2 separate regions of the Salmo salar genome follow, and region 1 is linked to region 2. The links are chromatin contacts, called in public Hi-C maps. All regions are on one chromosome and are shown on one strand. The core of a region is the stretch at or near the end of the contact, and the rest is flanking DNA. Distances in the headings are between cores, read along the strand shown.

Region 1 (6,628 bases), core at 845-3,344, 62 kb after region 2:
AGACAGACACTAAAGAGCCATTGAGTGGGGGATGAAGGAGAGTTAAGTGAGGATGGCATTTGTCACTCACTACCATTTGAGTGTCAATGATGTTATGACGATGAAGATATTTTCAGTGTCACAGTCTCCTCAACACTCTACAGCTCTCCTCCCCCCACGAGATGATAGGGGCCCACATATCTTCGAGGCTTTTTCAAAGCCCAAAGACAATATGAACTGAGGCCCTCAAGTCATACAAGTGACAGACACACAGCTGAGGCACAGCTCCTTAGGACAAGAGGGGTGAGATGGAGGGAAGAGAGGGAGGAAGGGTTTTAAAGGAGGAACGGGGATTAAGAAAGAGGAGGGTCAGGGGGAGAGAGGGAAAGTGGAGATTTAATGGCGAGAGTAGCGAGGGTAAGTGGAAGGCCTAGAACGGTGGGGGGAGGGGGAGAAGCAGAGAGCGAGAGAGGGAGACGGAGTGAATGGGGCCTTTGTGATCAAAAGGCTTGTTTATTTTCTTGGCGCTTGAACTCTTCAGGAAACACATTGGGTCTGTCTGGCGTCCTCACCTTACAAACCCTCCCCAAGCTAACCTCTACTGTGCCTGCCTGTGCCCTGTCGCCTCTTACCAGCACTGAAATACTTCCAACATTAGATTACATACTTTAGACTGGGGAAAGTGGAGACATAGACACGCGTACTATATAGACACACACACTGTTCATTTTCTCCTCTCTGCCCGCTCCTTCCCTCTCTCTCCCAGCTGGTATTCACACATGTGTAATGGGATTACTACGCTCTTGCACTGGGGAAAGAGGGGACCGAAATGGAAGAAGAGGGGATGATGAGGCCATGGAAGATAACAGCCGGGGGCGGAAGAGGCAGGGGAGGTTATAAAGGGGATGGTTCAGGAGGGGGAGAGAGGGGTTTATGAAAAGGCAAACAAAGGCAAACAAAGATTCTAGAAGGAGAATACAAAGACAGAGGGGCAAGAAAGGCCCTCAAATGATCCCGTTATTAGACTGTTGGAAGTTCATGGGAGGAAATCGGATAGTTTCACAAATGAATTTCTAGCCCACCATTACATTTTAGAAATTCTAAAATGCACAATATCGGCACAATGCAAACAAAACGTCTCTGTGAAGCTGCTCTATGCGTATAATTCCAATTTCTATTCAAATTGTTTGGCTATAGTGAGCATTTCTAAAGCGGCACACATATAAAATAACTAAAACACGTAACCTCCCAATGAAGTTTAAATAAAGTATTGTGGAACCTCAAAGAGAGAGTGAGAGAGAGGCCACAGTGAATCCTTGAGGAAGAGAAACTGCGGAGAGGAATGTGAGATAGTTGACCTATTTTTCCATCTGTGCGCCAAATCTATAATGTACAGAAGTAGAGAGAGTGAGAGAGAGAGAGAGAGAGAGAGAGATCGAGGGAGAAAAGCAAGAGGAGGGGAGGTTAACAGTATGGGAGAGGGAAAGTTTACAGGCCTAATAGGAAGGGAGAGTGGGGGAAATAAGTTACGGGAAAGTGTGTGTGTGTATATGACAGTGTGAGAGGGCTGGAGACAGGGGGAGGGAGAGTGAGAGAGGCAGAAGTCAGAGGTATGTGTGGAACGATGTCAGTCTATATTGAGTTCAGTGTGTATGCGAGGACAGGGTCTCCTGTGTCTCACCGAGGAACTTCCCCTTCCTATTCCGATTGGCAACATGCACACCACTTCCCACTTCTCTCTCTCTCTCTCTGCCCTCACTCTTTCTCTACCCTCTCTCTCTACCCTTACTCTATCGTTGTCTGTCTTTTACGCCTGCCATCTCTTGCTTTCTGTAAACTAGGTCTGAAATCAGACTGAATTTCAACACACCCACTATTTACATAGGATGAAAAACCTGGACTGGGGAACAGAAACTTCTGCCTCAACCTTAAATTGCAGCTCTGGGAGGTTTTGTCGCTTTTCGGCTAGGGTGGAGTCTACATGCGATGGCTCCCTTTGGGCACATAAGGAAAATAAGCATGGCGGTTGGCACAGGGTGCCAGGACTGCTGAGCGGAGAACCAGCCAGCCGGCGGTCCAGAGGCGAGCGCCAATCTCAACCGTGTGTGGTCACACACTGAAGCAGACAGACAGTTGCGTCATCTGGGACTACGCATGTCTACAAGAGATGACACATGGAGAGGGTGGCAGTCGTCAAAAGACATACAGCAGCTCATCCTAGGGCCCAAAGGTGATCGTCCTGATCAGGAAAGAATCAGGAGGATAGTTATAGCGGTAGTTTATACTAGGGCCCTGAGCTTTTCCTGGAAGTGTAGCAGTCTTATTTTGTTTTATTCTGGTCAGGTCATGTTAGAGAGGAAGTCTTCTCTGTAACTAACTGACTCAACTGTGTAAATGATTACAGTGGTATTTGTTGTGATAGTTATTGTGACAGGCAGAAATGAAGTAGACTACAGGTCAATACAGGTCCTCTGCATGTGATTCATTCATTATCACAATGAAACTTCCTACACATAAACTTGTGATTCATCCATTAACACAGTGGAAATCCTCTGTTAGTTCCCACCGGAATACACTTACCAGTATATGGCATTTATCATGCAGCTGCAGGATATCTTTCAAACAGGAAAAAAGTAAATGGGCCCTTTCTTATTCACGTCAGAATCGAACCAAACCGTACTAATTTGCACGTTTAGGCATAACATTTAAAGAAGTGAATTGTTCCTCCTCAGTACACAGTGTTACCTGCACAACCACTTGTGTTGACCTCTAATTCAAATATGTATTCAAATGAGCTTAAACCTGCATGACGCGTCTGTACAGGTTGACGCTACCAGTTATTCTCAAGTCAGGAATGCAAAGTACTCAACTTCCAGTACATTTGTTTTCTTTGTCAGTCTGAAGGCCCTGCTCTGATTTTCAAGGGAACGTTTTATACTCCGTTCTATATTGGTCTGAATAAAAGACTCAGCAAGGGTACCTTTTGAATTAGGTCCCCTTCAAAATCATACATGAAAAACGCTTTTGTATATGTTAAATCGGCAGCAGTACATGGGTGCCATGATTGGCTGTTCCTACACGTGGCTCAGCCAGGCCTTCTCAAAGCATGTTTTCTCATTCTTGTGTAGGTGTCCATCTAGTGGTGGCTCTTATTAGTAGCCCAATATATCAAACGTCATAGCAATTGCCAACAACAACATAGAATGTGTTGGGCCATGCCACGCTCCATTATACATTTAAATGGGCCAGTGTGGGCATGAATGTGGCATTTCACTAAGCCCACACCAGTCTATGTGGTGTCTGTTGGTGAATTTGAGACACACTGGCAATAAACATTAGGAGAGAAATAGCCAATAGCCTCAACTGTGTATTATGGGGGGGGGGGCTTTCTCACCTCACTAGGCAGTGGAACGTGTGTGAATGCCCAACACACACAGACGCCCTCTGCAACAGCCTGGCAGGTTCTCCATTCGTTTCTAGCCCTTGATGGATTCCTCGGTTAACACATGTAGGATAAACAAGACTTCCCAGAAGAGAGGAAGAAGGACTGGGACTGACTGGAAAGATCCCTCATCGGTTCTCCCCCCCCCTCCTACACTACTAGGCCACCCAGATCCACCACACCATACCAAACGCATCAGGATTTTGTTACCATTCACCACACCAGACCAAAAGCATCAGGATTTTGTTACCATTCACCACACTAGACTAAAAGCATCAGGAGTTTGTTACCCGCAGTAACTCTCAGACAGACACTACGCAGTCTTGTGAAAGGATGATTTAAAGTGAGATTTGTCACTCGATTAAGATGACGCAAGTCTGTTTGGTTTTGGTTACCTGGTAATCTCCCACTGTGGGCTCTACCCCTATTATTGTCATATACTGAAAAGAAGGATGATATTTTCCAATTCATGTCATGTGGGAGCCGTAAGGCTGCTTCCATGATTCTGGGAAGCAGCAACAGTCTAATCTCAATGAATGAATGTATCCATCATGTAGGATGAGTATTCCATATCAATTCCAGACGATCCACGATATCCTCGATTAAAACTGAAAAACACTATGCCACCCACTAATTTACTAGAAAGACTGCACAAAGTCTGACCAAACTCTAAACCACAGTGTAGGTATAGCATACTATAGCTGAGTTCGGGTTCATCATGATGATATTATAAAATTAGAACTGAATAACTTACACCTATTTCAAAATAAAGTAACAATAGCGTTCATGACTGCAGTGGAAAGAGGTTAAAAGTATATATACATACATGGAGGCTACACAGAGGAGGAAGGGGAGGACCATCCTTCTCAGTGAATTTCATAAAAATAAATGTTTTAAAACATTACAAAAGTTATCCTTTTTAGATAAAACTATATTAAATATAATCACGTCACCAAAAAATGTATTTAAACACACTGTTTTGCAATGAAGGTCTACAGGATCCTCAACAGCACTCTGTAGGGTAGCACCATGGTGTAGCCGGAGGACAGCTAGCTTCCATCCTCCTCTGGGTACATTGACTTCAATACGAAACCTAGGAGGCTCATGGTTCTCACCCCCTTCCATAGACTTACACAGTAATAATGACAACTTCCAAAGGATGTCCTCCAACCTATCAGAGCTCTTGCAGCATGAACTAACATGTTGTCCACCCAATCAAAGGATCAGATAACAAATTTAGTACTGATAGCATAAGCTACAGCTAGCTAGCACTGCAGTGCATAAAATGTGGTGAGTAGTTGACTCAAAGAGAGAGAAAGACAATAGTTGAAGAGTTTTGAGAAATAGAGTGAGAGAGATTTCTTTATTTTTTTCTTCTCACTTTCAGTTTCACTTACTTAGCTAGAAAAAGCAGCTAACTGGTTCAGCCTACAGAGGGATGCTATGTTAGCTAGCTGGCTATGACTATCCAACACAACACTGGAACTCAAGGTAAGTTTTTGGTTTTACTCATTTATTGCCACCTGGGCCTGCCGGTGTAACTGCTTACTGACTATACACTGTAACATTACTGCATGTGTGTAGCCGGTTTACTAATGCATTAATTCTATTAGCTATGCTGACTATGACGTTACTTTAGAAAATATGGTGACAATGATGTAGGCTGTGTGTAGCGGTTAGGCTTGGAGAGGTTTCTTCACTCGTTGACATACAGCTGATGTGAAGTGCATTGAAGTCCACAAGCAATGGGAAGAGATGAGAGCGTATAGATGCGAGAAGGAATACAACTTGACTACTATGGAAGTGAACTGTGTTTATGCGTGATCAGGGATGTATTTATTCTGCTGATTCTGTTGAAAAATGTTTCCTAAACGGGACAAAACGAGAATAAACATACCTGAATTTGTCCAATAGAAATTATTGTTTGCAACTGTTGGACCAATGATTACACAATAAATCAGCTAGATGCAGGCAAGAGTGTGCAAGGTAGTATTGAATGTCACCATCAGTCCATGTGTCACTGTCTGTCACCTCAAATTTGTCTCTCAACCTGTGTGCACCTACGTTGTAAACTTTCATTCATAGGCTAGTTTGTAGCAACCTCATGATGGGTTTAGGGAAAATTTGAGTATCCTGTAGTAGCCTAAACCTATCCATGTTACATTGAACTGAGTGAATGCAATATGAATGACAGTCATCCAATGTAATAGAAATAAGGCCATGTTCATGAAAACAAATTGTCCTCCCTCATCTTAAACGGCACTGATTTTATTTATTTATATATATATATATATATATATATATATATATATATATATATATATATATATATATATATATCACACACACAAAGTATGTGGACACCCCTTCAAATTAGTGGATTCGGCTATTTCAGCCACACCTGTTGCTGATAGGTGTAGAAAATCGAGCACACAGCCATGCAATCTCCATAGACAAACATTGGCAGTAGAATGGCCTTACTGAAGAGCTCAGTGACTTTCAACGTGGCACCGTCATAGGATGCCACCTTTCCAACAAGTCAGTTTTTCACATTTCTGCCCTGCTAGAGCTGCCCCAGTCAATTGTAAGTACTGTTATTGTGAAGTGGAAACATCTAGGAGCAACAACGGCTCAGCCGCAAAGTGGTAGGCACACAAGCACACAGAACGGGACCACCGAGTGCTGAAGCGCACAACTCACTACAGAGTTCCACACTGCCTCTGGAAGCAACGTCAGCACAAGAACGGTTTGTCGGGAGCTTCATCGGGAGCTTAATGGCCGAGCATCTACACACAAGCCTATGATCAACATGCGCAATGCCAAGCATCGGCTGGAGTGGTGTAAAGCTTGCCATCATTGGAATCTGGAGCAGTGGAAACACTTTCTCTGGCGTGACGAATCACACATCACCATTTGGCAGTCTGATGGACGAATCTGGGTTTGGCGGTTAACCAAGAGAACACTTCCTACCCCAAGGCATAGTGCTAACTGTAAAGTTTGGTGGAGGAGGAATAATGGTCTGAGGCTGTTTTCCATGGTTCGGTGCTAGGCCCCTTAGTTCCAGTGAAGGGAAATCTTAACGCTACAGCATACTGTACAATGACATTCTAGACGATACTGTGCTTCCAACTTTGTGGCAACAGTTTGGGGAAGGCCCTTTCTTGTTTCAGCATGACAATGCTCCCGTTCACAAAGCAAGGTCCATAC
Region 2 (7,269 bases), core at 2,317-4,816:
TCTCCACTGTCCCCCGTCCCCCGTCTCTTCCCCCCTTTGGCTCGGGTCGACGGGGGCGAGCGCCTTCCTTGTTTTTTAATCGGCTTCATCTCTGCATTGGGAGTTTTCTTGACTATTTACAGTGGCTTAATTTTTCCAGAGTCCAGAATCTTTGTTCCTCTCTCCTCCCTCTATTTCCCTGCTCTTCCAGCTCCTCTCTCTCTCTTCTCCCGCCCTTTCCTCTTTCTGTTTCTCCAGCTCTTTCCACCTTATTCCAGACCCTGAAACAGAGCAGAGCGTAACAAGGGATGGATTATTCATGTGGTGAATGCATTGTGACATTATACAAAGCCTATTCACCAGCTAAGGTAGCGGTGGGGAGAAGTGACTGTCAAAGAAAAACTGGGCCCAGTTTTTCCAAATCATTTCGAATACAGACCTATTCTATAAAACCATGTATTTTGTGTCCTTGGTAATGCATTCATTAATGATATGAGTGATGTATCATTCTACTCAAGAAGTAATGGGTATTACCATTTTATTACAAAATCATTTCACATGAATTTCACTGAGTGTACAAAATATTAGGCAAAACTGCTCTTTCCATTACATAGACTGACCACATGAATCCAGGTGAAAGCTTTAAGTCTTGAGACAACTGAGACATGGATTGTGTGTGTGTGCCATAGTGTGGTAAGTAATAGAACAATATAGCAGAATAGTGGCGAGCACATTTGGAAGTGCTTGTCCAGACAAGTCTGCACCCACACACGCACACTCTCTCTATCTCTCTCTCTGGTTTCTTGGCTATGACAGTTGAGGAGGGGGAATTCCTTCTTGTTCACTCGCATTTCTCTCTTTCTCTTACTCACTCGTTCTTTCTCTCTCTCTGGTTCTCGGTGGTGACCTTCATCTATTTCGTAGCTGAACCAATCCGCCCTTACAATCCACACTTCCTGTTATGGACCATTACCTAACTTCCTGCTGCTTCGTTATCCTCTGTCTTTAGCCCTCTCTTTCTCCTTAGATTTCATACCAACAACCACTCTCTCATTTAGAGGCATTTTTCACTGCCAGGGAAAACATCTATGTCGCTCGAACGCTGACAAATGTTGATGACAGAAACAAACTGAAAACCAACAGGTTTGGTTTGGGTTTTCCATTGGAACAGGCAGCGCCATGTGTTGTAGGCCTAACAATCCTCTAACAAAGCAGGACCAAAGACAAACATCAAAGTCTAGACAAAATGATATTGTGGCGTATGAGTTTGCTTTTATCACGTTGGGATTTAATGCTACATGTCATGGAGAAATGATGATATTTATTGAATATTAGGTTCTTACAATGTCATGTACGTCTAGTAATTTCATTCATTTAGCTCTACAGAACTCCAAGGTACCTATCTACTTGTAATGAGAAACTACAGACCTGTATTGTTGTGACCACACTCCACGTAAACTGCTGTTTGATAATACACACAGTTACAACCCAGTACCTGTGTTAAACAAATTATATTTGGGAGACTTGAGATTGCGTCCAAAGAACTGTCATCACAATGTCATTTGTTGCCTCGCTTTTTTTCAAGTTAGAAGTGTGCACATTGTTTACTCAATAGTGCACACCGGCAAGTATGTGGGTGAGTGTCATAATTAAAACAATTTCGATAAATGAAGGTACAACGCATTTCCCTTCTAAATGTATGAGCCTTATCCATTTATCAATATTGCGTCAATGTTCAATCTTCTGTTCCGTCAAGGTTCACTCGGGCTCCAGAGTGGCACAGCTGTCTAAGACACAGCATCTCTGGTGCTAGAGGCATCGCTACAGACACCAGGCTATATCACAACCGGCCGTGATTGTGAGTCCCATAGGGACTCGCACAAATGACCCAGCGTCGTCCTGGGTTTGGCCGGTGTAGGCCGTCATTGTAAATAAGAATTTGTTCTTAACAGATTTGTCTAGTTAAATAAAGGTTAAAAAAATATATATATGTTGCTCATATCTATGCTGTAGAAACTTAGCATGCTGAACTATTACCATGTTATAGCTTTGCCATTTGTCACCATTGGAGAACTTGTGGTAATATCCTATGTGACCATAATGAAAAATCAATATTCACATAACATCCCAATGTGCACAGACGTCAATTCAACGTATAGTCTACGTTGGTTAAACGTAATTTCATTTAAACGACGTGGGGGAGAATAAAAAAAAACGTTGATTCAACCAGTGTGTGCACAGTGGGGTGAATTTACACCTCTACAATTTCGATTCATCGACACATAACTATAAAACGATGATAACTACTGGAGAATGTTGCACTGATAGCGGAACTTACCGGATAACTGACAAACTTCACGTAGGGCCTACCTACCAAAGCACTTCGGCTGAAAATAGATCGAAAACAAACTACAACCCTAAAACCGAAGCGATGTCAAATGCGAAACGAACGCGAGAATGGCGTCACTGTTAGTTTCGCTGAATAAGTAACGTTACCGTATATGTGTCAACCCCTCTTATTGGTCGTAGCGCTTTGCGATTACTATCAGCTTACTACACAACCAGCTTACTACACAACAGGGCCGTGAAGTCCAGTGACGCAGGTCTAACAACACAAGGCCGCTTAGAAAAATCTTCTTCGTGCAACATTTAACACGGGGAATTTAAACAGTTAAAAAAGGCCCGGCATTCCAAAATATGGTGCTGTGGAACAACTCATCGAAAGGTATTCCAAACAGATTTAGGCTTTACTTAAATCAATCTAACAATATGTCATTAACGTTACATCGTGCGACGGGCAGCCAAAGTAATTATGCTGCGAATTCATTCGTGACAACCGTTGTAAAATGTCGACATTACTGGATGCAACTTAGAAAGTAATTTACCGGCGAGTGCAAACTGCAACATTGTACATTAAGTTACAATAAAAAGTTTAAAAAAAAAAATGTGGACACAACGTAGAAACGCGGCCCACAAGCCTGCAGGCGAAGGACAGATTCAAATAGACATTTTGTATCACGAATAGTAGCCTATGTAGAGTTAATAAAGCGAATAACTATGTAGGTGATGCAGATCGCTTCAATGTTTGCTTTCAATCGCGACCTAAGAAAAACACTTCTAGGAAGTCTCAGTCTTATAATGGCAGTTATGGCGTTGAATATTTTCTGGGGGAAAAGTTTTAGGCTGACAATCCACCCGCACCGCTCCCTTTTCATGAAGTGTGGCATCCAATCCCCTCTTTACTTCTCTCCGTGGAGTATTATAAAAAATGAAAATATATTTGTATTAGTAGTTACAAAGGGTGCTTATTATTGGCAACGTCTACAACGTAGCAGGTCGACAAAGCAAAACAGGCTACTGCAGTGCTGCAGAAGAAAGATTTGTAGGTTTTACTCACCACAAAATTATTTTCAATGCAGATATTTATCGAGTCAGTAGGGGAATCGTTAGTAGGCCTATAGTCGGAAATCCAGGGTTGACATTTAACAGACTGTCACATTATCTTTCTTCTGTAAAGCAACTTAAAGGAGGAAAAACTACTGACTGCTCTGTACATTCTACTCTACAGTCGCAAAATGGTGAATGAAGCCCAAAGCCTTGACACTAGTCCATGTAGCCAATCAGAGGACACATTTGAGTACAGTAGCCAGTAGATTTCACGAATCCAAGGAACTACATGGCAATGTGTATTTGATTGACACCGTGTTTAGTCGAATCGTGCTGTGGCAAAACACCAAACAGCTGTTTATGACAGGGCTGCGGCATCCAATAGTGCTTTAGGGGAGGTCTGCTGACAGGGAGTAGGCGGGCGAATGGAATAAAAATAACTCTCTTCACCAGTCTACAAACGCACACAGAGGAGATAACGGTCCTATAAAAATTGGAATTTGGGACCTGATGTTCTTTAACGCTCGGTTTTGCAGTTGTGGTAATATAAGGACATCTGTTGTAAAAAATAATAATACATTTAACCTGTAGCTTACATGACCAGTATAGAAGAGGCAAGTGACGTTCAACCAGCAAGTAAATGGGGAGGGGAATGGGATAGAAAAAAGTTTAGAGCGGTTTATTTTCGCTAATCAATGCGCTCACGCAAGTGACATCGAAAACCTAGACATTATGAATGTCAATTTCTGTTATTTATTTCGAATATACGTTTTTTATCCATCGTTTTTTCCCTATTGTATCCTTTGATATTTTCATTCTTCTCCTTTACATTAGCCAATCTAGCCAATCACAGCGCTCTATATACTATCGTTGACGTCAGTGCGCGCTTTGTCCCGCCTCCCCATCCAACGGTTGACTATAAAGCTAACGTCACCAAATCAATCTACGATTGGCCAAATGATACAGGGTCTCTAGGCCAATGACCAAGTACTGTGATGAGGTCATCATGCTTGTTGCCATCAGCTGAGCCAAACAGGAAGGGTCCAGAGTAAATGAGTCTAAACCTAGGATTACTGTTCCTAAGGGAATGAGCCATATATATTCCTCTATAACATTTCATAATGATGATGGGTATCATGTTCGTATGGATTGGTTTGTAGCAGTGCAACACACCGTGCACTGTTCCCTGCATGTACAGATGGTGAGCGGACTGGTTTTGGTCAACAGTATAGTTCTGCTTACTGCGGCAATGAAGTATGTTTGTCACGCACATACCATGTAGTTATAACATGTTAGGGTGGTTCGTAACCTTTGTGCGTGGAAGTGCACACACACACACACACACACGCGCACACACAGAGCAGGTTCATACACACATACGTGCATGCATGGACGCGCATACACACATGTCAAGCTCATACACATATATGCGCATTCATAGGCCTACATACCAGGCTCATACACACATACTGCACATGCGCGCACACACACACGCTATACGTGCACGCACACACACACACACACACACACACACACACACACAGTTCCACGCCTTGATGGGTAGAGCACTGCAGTCTCTCAGCAGTCTGTGTTCATTCACAGTGTCTACGCATCATCAGAAATGTAGGACAACAGAATATGAGAGAAGTAACTTTGAGAAAGGATTTCATAAACCGGCGACATAGAGATGCAAACATCATACAGAATCTCTCGTTTTTGAATGAGCTCGTTGAGTAATCTGGTAACATTTAGCCTACAGTAAAGCCTGCTGGTATAAAGGTCTATAACTCTGAACAAAAACAATACAATGACTTATAATAAGGCTTATATTATTTCATACTATTTTCAAATCATTCTAAAAAGCAATTTGTCAAAATCATTATGTGATGATTATAAGGCTTTATAAGGGGACTATGCGTGGGCATGACAAGTCTTACAATGCATTATAGCTGCATCATAACCCATTACTCCTAATCCTGTTCTTCTCTCAGAGCCCTTTTAGGAGCATGATAAATACTACATGTAGGAAAGCAAAAATCCTATATCCACATTACATAAACGCATAGCTATGTGGGAAAGCTCAATCCCTCTGTGACACTGACTCACTGAGGACATCTGCATGGACAGAGAGGAGATAGCATACAGTAAACATGTACTAACATGCAACGCTGCTACTATGGGCAGAGTTCAAGTGGTGAGTCTGGCCAGGTTAGAAAAGTAGCTCTCCCATTCACATGACACACTGGTAATGAATCCCGATTACAGGGATCTGGCTCACATGCTGTCCAGGCCAATCTCTCTCCCTAAATACACAAACACACACACACACACACACACGGAAGCATACTGCTGCACACAAGTATGCTCTCACGCACACAGTAGCTCTTGGGCTTTGAGTTTCTGTTTACAAAAGGGGCTTGATGCAGTCTATGTCTCCAATTGGTTGCAAGGACCCTGGAATAAAAGTACTTTCACTGTAAACTGTACATTGAACATGCTTTGTACTCCAAGGTTAGGCTTACCTTGGGTCCATGTAACCATCCCCTTTTGTTCAGAAAATGATTATAATGGAGGTAGCTTCAAAAAATAGCAGAGAACAATATGTGATGTAAACAAAGGCAAGGACAAGTGTACACTATGTAACCCATAATGCAATAGGCTGGAGTTCTATAGATGCATACCGTCTGAAGCCTGGTTTAGATCTTATCTGTCGGAAAGATATCAGTTTGTCTCTGTGAATGGTTTGTCCTCTGACAAATCAATTGTAAATTTCGGTGTTCCTCAAGGTTCCGTTTTAGGACCACTATTGTTTTCACTATATATTTTACCTCTTGGGGATGTTATTCGAAAACATAATGTTAAATTTCACTGCTATGCGGACGACACACAGCTGTACATTTCAATGAAACATGGTGAAGCCCCAAAATTGCCCTCGCTAGAAGCCTGTGTTTCAGACATAAAGAAGTGGATGGCTGCAAACTTTCTACTTTTAAACTCGGACAAAACAGAGATGCTTGTTCTAGGTCCCAAGAAACAAAGAGATCTTCTGTTGAATCTGACAATTAATCTGGATGGTTGTACAGTCGTCTCAAATAAAACTGTGAAGGACCTCGGCGTTACTCTGGACCCTGATCTCTCTTTTGAAGAACATATCAAGACTGTTTCAAGGACAGCTTTTTTCCATCTACGTAACATTGCAAAAATCTGAAATTTTCTGTACAAAAATGACGCAGAAAAATTAATCCATGCTTTTGTTACTTCTAGGCTGGACTACTGCAATGCTCTACTTTCCGGCTACCCGGATAAAGCACTAAATAAACTTCAGTTAGTGCTAAATACGGCTGCTAGAATCCTGACTAGAACCAAAGAATTTGATCATATTACTCCAGTGCTAGCCTCCCTACACTGGCTTCCTGTTAAGGCAAGGGCTGATTTCAAGGTTTTACTGCTAACCTACAAAGCATTACATGGGCTTGCTCCTACCTATCTTTCCGATTTGGTCCTGCCGTACATACCTACACGTACGCTACGGTCACAAGACGCAGGCCTCCTAATTGTCCCTAGAATTTCTAAGCAAACGGCTGGAGGTAGGGCTTTCTCCTATAGAGCTCCATTTTTATGGAATGGTCTGCCTACCAATGTGAGAGACGCAGACTCAGTCTCAACCTTTAAGTCTTTACTGAAGACTTATCTCTTCAGTAGGTCCTATGATTAAGTATAGTCTGGCCCAGGAGTGTGAAGGTGAACGGAAAGGCTGGAGCAACGAACCGCCCTTGCTGTCTCTGCCTTGCCGGTTCCCCTCTTTCCACTGGGATTCTCTGCCTCTAACCCTTTTACAGGGGCTGAGTCACTGGCCTACTGGTGTTCTTCCATGCCGTCCATGGGAGGGGTGCGTCACTTGAG

The links. Hi-C and Micro-C count contacts between places; a contact is called where the count stands out from the background.
Region 1: a contact with region 2 is called in a Hi-C map of muscle, with 7 times the contacts expected there. The contact joins the enhancer-like site here to the promoter of LOC123724006 in region 2. A contact is called at or near these places in 2 of 3 Hi-C or Micro-C datasets (gill and muscle).

What each region holds. Positions count from the first base shown.
Region 1 is chrssa27:9,999,532-10,006,159 of Ssal_v3.1, forward strand. No RefSeq gene overlaps it. Among protein-coding and RNA genes, the nearest start is that of LOC106588416, 22 kb to the left of the region's middle. Within about 2 kb of position 2,095, at least 2 of the 13 cell types and tissues checked have an H3K27ac peak or open chromatin away from gene starts, as enhancers often do. A contact at or near this core is called in muscle, where this site is marked.
Region 2 is chrssa27:9,935,830-9,943,098 of Ssal_v3.1, forward strand. LOC123724006 (protein capicua homolog) reads right to left here and starts at 3,567. Exons shown (of 2, transcript XM_045709806.1): 1 at 3,377-3,567; 2 at 1-260. The coding sequence starts at 89.